Linked DNA regions of Sus scrofa: regions 2, 3 and 4 are each linked to region 1. Evidence: chromatin contacts called from public HiChIP or PLAC-seq and promoter capture Hi-C data. All regions are on one chromosome and are shown on one strand. The core of a region is the stretch at or near the end of the contact, and the rest is flanking DNA. Distances in the headings are between cores, read along the strand shown.

Region 1 (3,675 bases), core at 584-3,083:
TGAAATAAGAAGTCGAGAGTCAGAGAACTGAAGTCCTTTGCCCAAGTTCGCATATGTGCTCACTCAGGGCAACTATTTTCTTTCTCCTGCGCTCTGGCTTGCTCTGTACTGATGCCTAATGTTAAGATCATTGCTGCTTGATGGTATCACCTATCAAAGGCACCACTACCACTGCCAATACAAAGTCTGTGCCAAAGTCTTATGTCTAGAGCACTAATATTTGGGTCCAGGATATTGTTTCTTGAAGTTCTTAGTATTGTTTCTCATAGATGCCAAATATCTGAGAACAATGAACATATTTGTAAAAGAATTCTTTGTGGTTTTTACTCGTGCTGGCTTCTTTTTACAACTCTTACACCGGCTTTATCTACCAACCTCTTGCCTCTTTCTGGGTACTTTCCATGTGTTGATTTCACCTTACCTTTATTGATCTTATTCACTCTAATCACTGCTGTCATGCTCCTTCCTATTACAAGACCTTTGATCGTACTGTTCCCTCCCTCTGGAATGTTCCTTTTCCTGTTTGCCTGGCCAATTCCTATTTGTTCTTTAAACTCCATAAGGGCATGAACCCTATCCGGTTTTTGTTTACTTTTTTACACCCAGTGCTTAATACTGCACCTGGCATTCGGGAGATACTCATTAATGTTTGCTGCATGAATGAATACCACTCTATCCCCTGACCTTATTCAGTTATTCCTCTGTAGAGTGATTCATATTCAAGCTATACTCTTTTTTCTATCTATTCACTGAGTGTAGACAATTCTCAACAAATATTCACTGAGCACATAATATATGTTAGGTTCTGAGCTAGCTAGGGACTTGGAAAATAAGTGGGAAAATTATGAACTTTTTGCTCTCGATAAGCTACTTGTTCATTGGAGGGCACAGGCATGCAAAGGGAGAGATTACAATCCAGAATGATAAGTGGTACACTTGAGGCCTGTGCTGGATGGATTGGTCATATTGCACTGACGAAAAAGGAAGCTATAAATTTATCTGGGACAGACAATGAAAAATTCACAGAGAAGGCAAAATCTAAATTGAGTCCAAAAGAATGAGCACCAAATTTCCAAAGAGACAAATAGGGGTACAGCTCTGGCAGAAAGAGTTCCAGAGGAAAAGTAGGAAGGGTTTTTCTTTTTTTGTTGACCCCGACTTCTACAAACTGTTTGCTTTATTATTACCCTTTCGACATTAGACTAACAATTATCACCTCTGATAACTACAATACTGCTCAGTTTCCCATTTTCAACGTCTATATATTGATTCGTTGTTTGCTGTTGCTCTCAATTTCTCCCTCCGCCCTGAATTTCCATTGCATATGTTATTTCAATGAAATATTTTCTCCTTCTTTGCAATACGTATGGTTCTTGAATTTTTACCCGCATGTGTGTTCCTAAAGGTGTGTTGCGTTCTAGCGCTCACTGTATTTACTACTCTACCTGGACCTTGGGTTCAAGGTGCTCAAGCGAACTGGTGGGCGTTCAAAAGTGAGTGGTATGCCATGTAAGATCAAGACAGTGGTGGAAGGATACTGGAAGAATGTTAGTCCTAGGGAACCTCAATAAATCACCATAAATAGGAGCGAACTGGGAGTATCCCTGAAAAGGCAAGCAGGGCGACCTGGCTTTTACACGCAGAGTTACACAGGGTCCATCCAGCCTCCTCTCCGCCCCGCTGCTTCCAAACCTGCTCAAGGAAGGCAATCCACCGGCGCGCCCCAACCCAGCCCTCCGGGACCCGAGGCTCCCGCACGCCCCCCGCAGCCGGCTGGGTCCCCGGCGCGCGAGGCCCCCGCCCGGCACGCCCGGAAGGAGAGGGGCGGGGCCTCCAGGCCGCGGGGCCCGGCGCGCGGGGGGAGGGGCGCGCGGGGCCGCCGTTCTGGGCAAAAGGCAAAAAGGCGGGCGCAGGGCTGCCTGCCGAGGCTCGCCTTGCTTTCAGTTCCTCCCGCTTCGCTGAACTGGGAGTCGCGACCTCCAGCACAGGTGGGTCCTGCCCCGTGGATGGCGGGCGGGGGGCGGTGGCCTGGGTGGGGGCGGTGAGTGCGTTTGCCCAGGCTCTGGCTTTCAGGCCTGGCGCAGTGAGAGGGCGGCGGCTCCTGCCCTGGCTGCTCGGCCTCAGGGCGGTGGTACTCACCTTAGCCCTGGCAGAGGAGAAGGCCACTTGTGCCTTGCCGCAGGGCGGGCGTCACGGTTTGTGCCAGATGTGCGACAGAGTCCGCCTGGAGATCAGCGCGGTGTCTGATGGGCCTAGTGCTTGGGAAGAGCTGGAAGAGCCGGAGCAACCTCGCGGCGGGACTGACGGCCGGACTACATTGTCTCAGACTCTATCGGACTTGCCCGCCCTGGGTCTGTCCTTGACTAGTCGTGTTTAGCTTTCTGCGAGTCCCTACCCTCTCCGCGCTTCACTTTGCTCGGCAGTGCGGTGGAGCGGGAACTCGGCTGTCTCAAGACATCACAGCACTGACTTTCTTTCCTGCTGATATCCACTAATGTTTTCTGTCCCGATTTTATCCTTTCTGTGCCCCTCCTGAGCAAGGCTACCTAGCAAGAGTCGGGAATGGCAGGGCAGGGCGTCGGGGAGGCTAGTCAAGGAAGCTGTCTCTCTGTTCTCTGAAAAGCCTGTTTAGGCTTCTTACTTTACTGACTGCCCTGAAAACCGGAAACATTCATTCAGTCCCTTAGTTGAATGTTAACAATGAAGAATGCTCTTCTGAATGCTTTACCATTAAAAGTTTTACCCAGATGACAAATGATTATCCAAAGTGTTATGTGTTCCATGAGTGTAGTACACGGCCTAGCAAAAATGTCATCATAGAAGACTTGGGTGACATAACTGTATACCCAGTGGATGAAAGGAAAATGCTATCTCACATGGAGGAGCACATCCGTAATCATTGCCATAGAGCAGTCTATTAGGGCTGCCTCTTCGCTTGGAATTGCCCTTTCAGGAAACACCATAGGAAAAATGACAGTTTATTTTACACTGACGTAGCTATAAAGGCAAAGAATTAGAAACACTATGGAAGGACATTGTCGTGTCATTCTGATTTGTCCTCAGTAAGGAAATGGTGATAATGATAATGGCAACCATATGCTATGCACAGTACTGTAATCTTAACAACAAGGAGAGGTGAATGTGTTTATCCTTATACTTAAAAAGGTTATACATTATCTCATAACCAGTACCATGAAGGGAATGTTTGCTGTGTTGGTTGAGTCTGGGGACATCTTTGCTTGTCCCACCTCTCTATTTCTGGGAAGGGCGGACCGGGAGGGATCACTTCCTGCTTGTGGTAACGGTACCAGGAACCACAAGCTGTTTTGTATCTCTGCTTGTTAACACTGGGAACAGCAGTAAACTACCCAGATTGATCACTCACTGGCTGCAGTGTTTTTGGCAGCCGTGCTTTCTGCCTGCCAGGACGAAGAAGGCGGGAGGCGGGCCCTGGAGGAATAACCCCCCTCTGAGAGGAAGAGTCTCTTTCTGCCTGGAGCCAAAGTGAACATAGATCCGCTCGTTGTTGGGGGCCCTGGGGACCCCCTTTCTACGACACCAAAGGTCCCCCGTGCCCATGTGGGCTGTACGTGATGCACCTGCCATCGTCCGCACGTGAAGAATTTACGGATGGGAGGCTCCGGGCAAAACCTGGTCCGTGCCACACCTGCAGGC
Region 2 (3,675 bases), core at 745-3,244, 190 kb before region 1:
TAGCCTGATGAGATGGAATGGTCTGCATTTGGCAAATGTAGATGTTTAGGGATAAGTCTAATGGCCATAAGTGAAAAGAAAGGCTTCTATGAGTTAGGTAATTTAGATTTGCTCAAACAGGTTTCCTATTTCAGTTCAACATGTTTTCTAAGGGTTTACTTTATGACACCCAATATAGTAGACACTGGAAGTACTAAAGACCAGTTAAGGTCTATCATCTACAGAGCCATAGTACAATATGGAAGACAGACATAAGCAAATAAATGCAATAAATCTTAAGAGTGAATGATTTAAGAAGGTACACAACTGTTTAGAAGATTTTTTTAAAGGTTTTATGATTATCTTACCTTGGGTGAAGACAAGAAAGAATGTAGGTGTCCGTCTATGTATTGGGAATTTCCTCAGTATATAATTATTTCCTTTTGGAAAAGAGGTCAAAGTGTCTACTTTATCCTTACTAGGTTCCTAGTGTCCAGCACAGTGCCTGGCATATAATATTCCCTCAAATATTTAATAAATTTAAAAACACTGAGAATGTTTTGGTTTTAAATATATTATAAATGATAGATAATTTCATAATCAGTAGGACCTGGCAAGAATAATATTTTGATTACCAAACTATCTTCCTAAGTAATATAGAGCAGTGGAGCTGAGAGAGTAATCCAATCCTCAACTCTTGTTAGGGAAGAAATAAGCCAGTAACTGAAAAACCACCAATTCTGATGTAATAACCTTGGAGGAGACAGAATAACAGAGAACAAACAATATGAGAGAGAAAAAGAAGAGGTGTTTATAATAAGCCTAAAGTCTGGTCACAAATCAACATTATTCTTGTTGGTATTACAAATATTCTTTTTGTTGTGATGTTATGAGACCCAACCCAATCCTTCCGACTTTCTCAGGATAGGAGACTACCCTGTCAAACAAAAAACCTGTTCTATTTTGCCTTAAGCAACACCATCATATACTATCATCTTGAGTCTTCCTGTTTGCGCCCCCCGACACACACAGCCAAGTAAGCCACCGAGCGTAGCTATCTCCTATGTCGTTTCCAGGTATATCCCTTGCACTTAAAAGAGTGTCCAACACATATTAGCTGCTCAATAAATGTTTGTTAAACATATGAGTGGGTCTTCTCTAAGTCACAGCTATTCAAAGGGAAAGTATGTCCCAAATATGACAGTATCCTCTGGGATCAAGGGTAGGACAATGGAGGTACAGGTAGTTGAGAACAATTAATAAGACAGAAAGAAAAGGACTTGATAACTGATTGTGAAAGTTGCGAAGGAGGAAGGTGTAAAGCATTTACTAAAGAGCCTAGTACATGGTCAGTTTGTTAAATATTTGTCAATAGTAATAACGAGAACATCATGCGGATCTGAAGCTGAGGAAATAGGTCTGGGCAGAGATACAGAGTTTACAATATGAACTGAGGAAGAAGAAGAATGTCAACAAGGGGCCTTGGAGGAAGGGCACACAGAAAACTAGAAACCCACGAAGGAGCCCAGAAGTAGGAGGTAAAGCAGAAAGTGACGTCATCGAAACAAGGGCGTAGAGAGGAGTTTTTTGAGGACTTAAGAAATCTCAAGATATTCCAATGCTACAGAGAGGTCTTGCAGAATACAAACTGAGGGAAAGTTAAATTTTCTGTAACAACTTAGGTGACGCACTCTGACTCTTTAACTCGAGGCCTTTTCAACAGCATAGAACGCACTTCATCAAAACTGGAGCTGCCCGACAATTCTAACTGTCGACACCAGAGAAGCCCTAGTCACCCTTGCATTGCCTCCCAATTCCACCTTCCCACAGATACCTCTTCCCTCCCTCTGCCGTCGTCTCCCCGCCTTCCGCCCAGCCCTCCCTGCTGCTTTTACCTGTCCGGGCCCTTTGGGAGAACTCGAGGATTAGGACAGAGTTGCCCGGCTCAACAACTGGGAGCAGACCACCCGCTCCCAGAAGAAGATAGACCAGACGCCGCCGGCTTCCGCATAGAGCGCCCCGCCCGCGCTCGGCCTCCTGGGAATGCGAACGCCCCTCCAATGGGAACGAGAGGCGGGCGGGGCCTGCTGCGTTCCCAGCCCCCCGCACTTCCCGGAGCCGCACTGCATTCCGGGAGTGGTAGTTTCCTCTGGCTTATCCCCGGAATCTGTCACTCGGTCCATCAACAACTCTTGTCACAAACAACATCAAGCGCTAGTCCCTCGAGTAAGAGAGAGGACGCAGGGCCACAGAGAGTCCACTGGCACTGAGTCTGCAGAATAGATGAAGAGCCGAGCTTTCCCTGCCATCTCCTTGCTGAGTCTCAGCAGGTAAGGTAGCCCGTTACTTCACAGAGGAGATAAATTCATCTGACAGGAACTCCCTCTACTCTCGCCATGAAATTTTTTAACCTCCTTGGATTCCCTCAGCAATCCTTTTTCCCAGTCTTTTGCAATAATCATGATAATGAAAATAATAACTTCTTTTATGTAAGCTCCCCTGTCCCGTTTACATCCCTATTTCTTACCAACCTAAGTCTAGCTCCTGAAATAAATTCGTCCGTTTTATGACTCAACAGCTCCCTGATGACTTGCTCTTTATTTTCAACATTTAAAGATTGTCAAAGTTTCTCTCATCTAAAACATTCCAAAGTCAGTTTTCTCAACCCCAATCCTCCCTCACCACACACAGACTTAACCTCTCCTTTCCAGCCAAAATTCTAGACCCTCTTGGGATAGAACATGATGGAAGATAATGTGAGAAAAAGAATGTATATATGACTGGATCACTTTCCTGTACAGCATAAATTGGCACAACATTGTAAATCAACTATACTTTAATAAAATGTAATTTTCCTAAGGCATAATCTTTGATCCTATTGAACATAGAGAATGGACATACATATATAGACAACTTGCAGAATAATAAATATTGAATGATAAATATGTGTATGTATAAAATGTAAATCTCAAGATAATCAAATGCAATTAAGTACTGAGATTCAAAAAAATTCTCAACCATGTTGTTAAAATAAAGACAATTTTCAACTATTACCATACTTCAACTTTGCAGGATCTTACATTTACAGGCGCTATACAAACTGTTCTGCTCTAATATGTACAGCATATTCCATACCTTATTTACTAGTATTAGCTCTAGGTGGGCTATAGACTAACTGAAGTACATTCACAAAATCATGACTAAAATGATCTGGGCAGTAGAAATCAGAATTAATATCTCTGTACCTGTAGTATCTTGTTCACCATCTCCTTCCACCCACTCCTCATCACTTGAGATTGCTCTATCTAAAACAAAATCTGATCAGTTCAAAATTCTACTTAAAATCTTCATTGACTCCCCATTATGTGGAGGATAAAGTCTAAGATTCTCGACAGAGAGTTCAAGGCCCTCCATAATCTTACCTCTCTCTACCTCCCCTGCTACATATTCTGCTTCTATCACCAACACATCCTGTGTTCAAGCCTCCTCCTGTATGGTGTCATACATTCATCCATCCATCTACCCATTTCTTCAACAAGTATGTGCTAAGTGACTACTATAAGCCAGACCTATTCTGAATTCTGGAGATATAGCAGTGAACAAGACAGACAATGTCCTTGCCTACCACGAGTTAACACTTCAATACCATGCTTTTTCATGCCTCAGTGCTTTTGCACAGGCTGCCTCCCTTGTCTA
Region 3 (3,675 bases), core at 693-3,192, 190 kb after region 1:
CATCTACTTGCAATACTGAAAGCACATTCTGTTTCTCGTGGAAACTCTCTAAGTATTGTTACCGCCTATTTCAGTTAAAGAAACAGAGGCTCAAAGTTGTAAAATAATACGTTCGAGGCTGAGCAGCAAGTGGGAAGTAGAGGCAGGATTCAAACTCTGGTCTATTTAGAAACCAATGTTCTTTATACTGTGCTGTGCTATTCTAACTACTTTGAGAAAATAAAAATATTTACATAAAATTTGGATTGGTTTTATCATTTGGTAGAAATTTTAAGATCTAGAAAAAATAACCCATAACATTTTAAGGAAAAACGTATAAAGCCCTCAGATAAAGTTTATCCTTGTGAACTAGAGTGCTGAGCCCATGTCTCGCTGAGCACCATCACTGTAGTACTTTAAGGCACTACAGAAATTCAGCATCTGGTTATAAGCTTACACTATGTGTCAGGTACTGTGCCAGGATCAGGGGAAATGACAGTGAGCAAGACAACTACCTCATGTTCCTCCTGGTGGCAGAGCTTGACAGTAAGGAGAGGCTCTAGAGTCCTACAGAGGGCCCAAGTTCAAACCCTGGATAACTCTCTGGCACCCTGCGTGACTTGGGGCAAGTTACTCCAGGGTTCTGTGCCTCAGTTTCATCATCTACAAAATGAGAATAACAGTACCTGCCGCCTAGGGTTTTGTAACAGCATGAGGAAAGTGGCTGGTATTTAAGAAATTGTATCTCTAGTTAACAACTAGGTGGGAAATGAGGGTAAAGAAATAAAACGGCACAGCTCAGGGAGAAAAGACAAAATAAAGAAAACAGTAGAAAACTGAATCGGCACATGCAAATATGCATAGTGTACCTTAAGAGTGGCCTAAATAAAAGAATAAATAAAATAAACGGGTCTTTTGAAGACTCTAAGATATGATTAACAAAAAGGTGGAGGAGATAAGGCAACAGAGGCACAAACCAAAAGGTCGAGAAACTTCCACAGAGATTTCATAGTTGTTCAGCCAGAAGTGAGTGGACAGAGACGGGTTATATTGGTCTGGAAGGGCAGTCAGGTCTTTTCTCATTATTGAAAGAGCTTTCAAATACTATTTCGAGAATTTTACGGAAGCGCAGGAGTGGAAGCGTCTACTTGCTTCTCTTTGTTTGGACTCGGGTTGGTCTCCCCATTCTGCGAAGCCTCCAAAATTGCATTCCCTGCTTCGCCTCTGAACTCCACCCGATTTATTCTCTACTAAGTTATTAGGACGACGTACCTACAAGCAAACAGGCTGTACAGTGGCCTTCTTTAGACACCCGCTGCCCACTGGCTAAAGCCTCCGTGCCTCAGCAGGACACACAAGGGCCTCACGTTCTCACCGACCCCACTTCCCCGCCACTCGGCTCCCCCAAGGCAACAGACCAGGTGCCATTTTCCTACTTCCACACCTTAGCCCCAGCTCTTCTGCCTACTCACTGCATCCTGTCACCATGTGTACACCGCTCCCTCCAGCATCTACGCTGAGTCTCCAGCTCCTCGCCGCCTCCCTTTCTCCAGGCGGCACGGGAGGAAATCCCGCGTGGGGCGGGGAGGAGGGGCTGATGGGGCCGCCCCGCCCCCGCTCCCGAGTCCTCCGGGCCCCACGCCACCTTATCTGCTGGGGCCTCCTCGGACCGCGTTGCCCGAGGGCGGGTCCCAACACAGCACAGGGCGTGCCGGCGCGGAGGTGGGAGAGGACGGAGCACTCTCTCAGGTCCTCCCGCTCAACTCCGTCCCCCAACGATCGAGGCCGGGGTCGGGGCCAGAAAGGAAACGGTCGCCCACCACACAGAGACAAGATACCGAGGACCGGCGTGCCTCTTACCACAAAAACGGCCTCAGGAATCCCTAGGTGGAGCCGCCGCCCGTTCCCTGCAGCCACTTCTCCCAAACCACAACCGTCCTTAGCGTCCGCCATCTTGGGGAAGCGAGCGCGCGACAAACTGCCTCTCGGGCTGCCAGCCGCCGGGGGACTGTGATTGGCCCGCTCACACCCGCAGGCCCGCCCCTCGCGTGTGAGTCTGCGCATTCATTGGCGCACAGGAAGCAGCCGCCCCTCTCCCTTCGGATGAAACTCCCGACCATTGGATGCTGATTGGCTGCGTACAGGTGAGTGACAGGCGCGGAAGGGCAGCTGAGGCGAACCTGGATCTGCAGCAAGGACCAATACCGAGTCCTGGGAAAAGGGGTTCCGGCGGTTTTGGGGGTGGGCGGGCTGGAGGACCCCGATGATCCCGTACCAAGCCGGGACATATCCCACTGCTATCCTAGAACAGGCAGCGCTCTCCAGAATAGCCTTCGCGAGGCGACACGATCCCTTTTGGAATACAAGCAAATCCGGAACCTAGACGTCGCCACTGGGCTTGGGTGTCCTTCTGGTCCCACCATCCTAGCGAGCTTCCTGACCCTTGAAGGGGACTTGCTTTATGCTTGCTTCCACAGGGAGCGGTGGCCTGATTCTAATAAATACCCTGTCCATTGCATCAAAATTTACCAAAAGCCACCTTTGATCAGCCTCTCACCACCCCTGCTCAAACGTTTTCAAAACTTCAGTGTACATGCAAAATCCTAAGAACTCTTCCAATGCTCCTAGGCCCAAGGACTTCCCCAACATCATCCACTGCTGCAACCGTTTGAAAGTAACTGCGTTATACAGGCCCAAGTAATTATTTTTCCATCTGTTTTCTGACATCTAACCACCATGTTTGCTCCTACGTTTGCTTGCACTCGAGTGCTTCACGGGGAAGCGGTGCTTCATCCACTCGTACGAAGCCTACCATAAGCCAGGCCCTTTCTGAATAAAGGATATGTCAGCTCCCTTACTTAGTGGGGACAAACATATAATAATAGCGATGGACATTTATTAAAAATGGCTATGTGCAAGTCACGGGGTCATGTTATTTAAACCCCTAGTTTGTAGACAACTAAAGGGACCCGAACAATCGGTAAGATAATATAATAAATGCTGTAACAGGCACATTTAGGGTAGGAAAGGAGCATTACCTAGGTCATATTTTAAAATGAGAATAACAAGGGTGTACTAACAAGGCTGCTGTAAAGATGAAATGAGATTATGTATGTAGAATACCTAATAAGGATCTTGCCACACAGTAGGGCCGAAGTAGTGAGGGAGGTGGGATGGAGGTTGGGTACGGGGGAGGGGCTGAAGGAAAGGGGAAGGGGGCGGGCAGAGGAGGACTGGGCTAGAGGAAAGAGTGGCGCTGGAAGGGTTTTAAAAAATAGCCGTTGCTGTAGAACTGGCGAGACTGAGGACCTGTGGGACTAGAGCGAAGGTAAGGGGTCGGAGGACCTGAGAGGTGGGCGGGGCAGGAGGAGTGAGGAAAGCGGGCGGGGCTTTGAACTGCGCCAGGGTCCAGACCTAGATGGGACGGAGGGCTTGGAGGACCTTGGAGCAGGGAAGGGAGCGGGACTGGAGGACAGGGAGGGGGCAGGGCTGGAGGCCTGAGGAGAAGGGAGGGGGTGGAGGAGTGGGTGTGTGGGTGGGAGCCTGAGGAGTAAAGAAATTGGGCAAAGCAGGAGGGCCCGTGGGTGGAGGGGCTGAGGACCGGACCGTGGAACAGAGAGGTGGTGGTCGACGGTGGGAGCTTCTAGATACTAGCAACACAACCTTAGAATATGAAATTAAACAATGCCATTAAGT
Region 4 (3,675 bases), core at 414-2,913, 150 kb after region 1:
CTAAATATAAAGACAGATATTCTTTTTTTTTCTTTAAGGATAGATATTCTATGTTCAAGGATTGGAAGACAATGTTGTTAAGATGGCGGTATTCCCCAGTTTGATCTACAGATTTAATGAAATCGCAATCAATATCATAGCTGCCCTATTTTCAGAAACTGACAAGCTGATTTTAAAATTTATATGGAACTGAAAGGGGACCCAAATAGCCAAAAACAATCTTGCAAAAGAAGAACACAGTAGGAGAATTCATACTTCCGGATTTTTAAACTTACTCCAAATAATCAAGACAATGTGGTACTGGCATAAGACCTGACATAGTCCAAAGGAATGAAATTGAAAGTCCAGAAATAAACCAGTCTATGGTAAACTGATTTTCAACAAGGGTGCCAAAATCATCAATGGGAAAAGAATCGTCTTTCCAACGAATAGTGATTAGACAACTAGGTATCCACATGCAAAAGAATGCAGCTGGACCTCTACCTCACAGCATATATAAAAATTAACATAAAATGGATCACAGATTAAGTGTATGAGCTAAAACTACAAAGCTCTTAGAAGAATGCAGAGGAGTAAATCTTCACAAACTTGAATCTGGCAAAATATTCTTACACATGACACCAGAAGCACAAGTAACAAAAGAAAAAAATAGATAATCTTTACTTCATCAACATTGAAAACTTTGTGCTTCAAAGAACACCCTTAAGAAAGTTCAAAAAGGACACAGAGAATGGGAGAAAATATTTACAAATCACGTATCTGAGAAGGGACTTATACCTACAATGTGTAAAGAATTCTTACAAGTCAATAATAAAAAGATAAATAATCCAGTTTAAAAATAGGCACTGTGGCACAATGGGATCTGCAGCGTCTTGAAAGCACTGGGACAAAAGATCCATCCCCTGCCGGGCACAGTGGGTCAAGGGTCCCGCCTCGCTGCCGCTGCAACTTAGATTGAAACTAGGCTGGCGTCTGATCCCGGGCTTGGGAACTCCATATGCCTCGGGCCGGCCAAAAAAGAAAAAAGTTAAAATAAATAAATCAATAAATAAAAATGGGCAGAGGGTCAGAGTGTACCTTTCTCCAAGGAAGATATGTAAATGGCCAATAAGAATGTGAAAACATGCACATTCACTAGTCTTCAGGGAAATGTGAATCAAAACCACAATCAGCTATCACTTCATACCCACTAAGATGTCTAGAACCAAAAAGTTAGAAAATAACAAGCGTTGGGAGAAGACGGGGAACACACGTCTTCCCTGGCGCAGCCTCCGTGGAAAACAGTCTGGCATTTCTTCAAGGGACTTAACATAGAGCTACCCCAGGACACAGGAATGCCGCTCTTAGGTTTAAACCTGAAAAAGTGCAAAGCATGAATTCAAACAAAAACTTGTCCAAGAATCTTCACAATAGCCAAAAGGCAGAAACAATCCAATCGTCCATCGATAGAAAAATGGATAAACAAAACGTAGTATGTCACACAAGGGAAAATTATTCAGTCATAAAAAGGAATGCGGGGTTCCCACTGTGGCTCAGAAGAAATGAATCTGAACAGCATCCATGAGGATGCAGGTTTGATCCCAGGCCTCGCTCAGTGGGTTAAGGATCCGGCGTTGCCGTGAACTGTGGCACAGGCCAGCAGCTGCAGCTCAGACTTGACCCCTAGCCTGGGAACCTCCATATGCCGAGGGTGTGACCCTAAAAAGATAAAAATAAATAAAGAGGAATGAAGTCCTGATACATGTTAGGAGATGTGGATGAACCTCTAAAACACGCTAAGGGAAAGAAGCCAGTTACGAAAGTCCACACATTGAATGATCCCATTAACTACATCAGACTGGCAAGTATTATGAAAGAGTATCACATATGATGCTTGAAATAATGCCAAAAATAGTCTTTTCACGCATTGCCGCCTAGAATTTAAATTTAGCTAAATATTTTTGCCAAGCATAATGCCCATATTTATAGTATTTTAAATATTTATACTCTTTGACTTCCTGGTCTTTCTTGCATGTCATAGAGATAATATATATGTGACTACACTTGAGAGATAATTGCAGCAAAAGGAAAAGGGAACGGGAAAAATGTCTGTGATGCTCTATCGATTGCAAAAAGCAAGTGTCAAAGTAATGATCCGATGTGACACAATTTTTGTAAAATCAAACAGCAGTAAATGTATATATGTATGTATCTTTTCATAGAAATACACGTGGAAGAATATATACCAAACGGTTAATATCTTTGGGGAGGTAGGCAGCAGATAATTATAGACTTTCGTTTTTGTGTATATTGTTGTATTGTTTCGTTAGTGTTAATGAAGGCTTATTAACTTTTGCAATTTGAAAGACAGAGAATACTTCTAATTTAAAAAGAAAGGATGAGTGGAGGAACGCGAAAGGAAAGGACTGAGCTGTTTTCGAGGCCATTTCTGTGTGCGCTCCTCTTACAGACAGTGCGGCCCTTGGAGTCGCCTCTACATGGAGAATTACAGTAGCCCTGTTGTCAGTGATGAGTCAGAGTGCGTGGTGCTGATGCTGCTGCCATTTCATCACCTCTGCGAGCGCAGCATCCATCCCTCTGCTCTCTCTGCTCCTGGGCCTACCTCGCCTCAGGCTTCCAGGCCAACGATGCGCTCGCGGCCGATCTAGATCAGGACCCAGCCGCACTCTCCGAGGCCTCGGCCGGGCGCCCCGTCTCGCCGCGCACGGCCCGGGGCACGGAGACCTGCCGAGCCCAGCCATGGAGGCCATCTGGCTGTACCAGTTCCGGCTCATTGTCATCGGGGATTCCACGGTGGGCAAGTCCTGCCTGATCCGCCGCTTCACCGAGGGCCGCTTTGCCCAGGTTTCAGACCCTACAGTGGGGGTGGATTTTTTCTCCCGTCTGGTGGAGATCGAGCCAGGAAAACGCATCAAGCTCCAGATCTGGGATACTGCGGGTCAAGAGAGGTTCAGGTGGGAGCGCAGCCTGGGCCCTCGAGCAGTGGGAGGGTCTTTGGGGCTTGCACAGAGACCTGGAGGAAAGAGGACTTCCTGGTCTTGGTCCGGGGGCGGAGGATGGGTGCCCTAAGGGACAAAACCCCGGGGTCTGAGGGTTTCTGCTCAAGCCCACCTTCAGCTAGCTGGGAGTTCAGCGCAGGGAAAGATGTGCCGTAGCAGAGAAGGCCAGTCAATAGTACACCCAAACTCCACCAAGCTGCCCCTGGATGACTAATAAACTAGCTGGAGGCAATCTCTGCAGTTCATCAGTTTCCATCCCCGGGCTACATTTCAGAAATGTTCCCAGGTCATCCTAACATAACTGACAGACATAGAGATAAAGAGAGCTAGATATAAATATAGACACACACAGATACTGATGGTCCAGTCCTTCTTGCAAGCAGCACGCATTCAATGATCAGCCACTATATGCCAGACAGTGCACTTGTTTCTGGGGAAACAGCCTGAGGAAACTCATGCAAGGGGATGATGCCATGTAAACAAACAGGCACAGACAGTTCCCTCTTGGAACTTCTGTGCTAGCATGGGGCGGGGAGCAGATCAGCAATTACACAAAATGAGTGCCCCGTTCATATGTGTGTGCCCGCTGCCTCCGTAACACTTAGCACATATTGAAAAATCAACGAGCAGGTTTAATTTTCTCTTAACAATCCTTTGCTTCCCTTTGTGGTATTAT

Evidence for each region. Promoter capture Hi-C pulls out the DNA fragments that hold promoters and counts their contacts. HiChIP or PLAC-seq counts read pairs in DNA pulled down with a chosen protein or histone mark.
Region 2: a contact with region 1 is called in an H3K27ac HiChIP or PLAC-seq map of alveolar macrophages. The contact joins the promoter of VAMP7 here to the promoter of TMLHE in region 1. A contact is called at or near these places in 1 of 5 promoter capture datasets (liver) and 1 of 2 datasets of contacts at active chromatin or transcription factors (alveolar macrophages).
Region 3: a contact with region 1 is called in a promoter capture Hi-C map of fetal liver, with 2.8 times the contacts expected there. The contact joins the promoter of VBP1 here to the promoter of TMLHE in region 1. A contact is called at or near these places in 1 of 5 promoter capture datasets (fetal liver) and 1 of 47 Hi-C or Micro-C datasets (liver).
Region 4: a promoter capture Hi-C map of liver shows a contact between it and region 1, with 4 times the contacts expected there. The contact joins the promoter of RAB39B here to the promoter of TMLHE in region 1. A contact is called at or near these places in 1 of 5 promoter capture datasets (liver) and 1 of 47 Hi-C or Micro-C datasets (liver).

What each region holds. Positions count from the first base shown.
Region 1 is chrX:125,671,874-125,675,548 of Sscrofa11.1, reverse strand. TMLHE (trimethyllysine dioxygenase, mitochondrial) reads left to right here and starts at 1,833. Exons shown (of 8, transcript XM_003135511.4): 1 at 1,833-1,988.
Region 2 is chrX:125,861,622-125,865,296 of Sscrofa11.1, reverse strand. It overlaps VAMP7 (vesicle associated membrane protein 7), which reads right to left and starts at 1,994. Exons shown (of 9, transcript NM_001243593.1): 1 at 1,875-1,994; 2 at 348-419.
Region 3 is chrX:125,483,624-125,487,298 of Sscrofa11.1, reverse strand. It overlaps VBP1 (VHL binding protein 1), which reads right to left and starts at 1,942. Exons shown (of 6, transcript NM_001244980.1): 1 at 1,840-1,942. The coding sequence starts at 1,932.
Region 4 is chrX:125,526,241-125,529,915 of Sscrofa11.1, reverse strand. RAB39B (ras-related protein Rab-39B) reads left to right here and starts at 1,663. Exons shown (of 2, transcript XM_003135517.5): 1 at 1,663-2,954. The coding sequence starts at 2,740.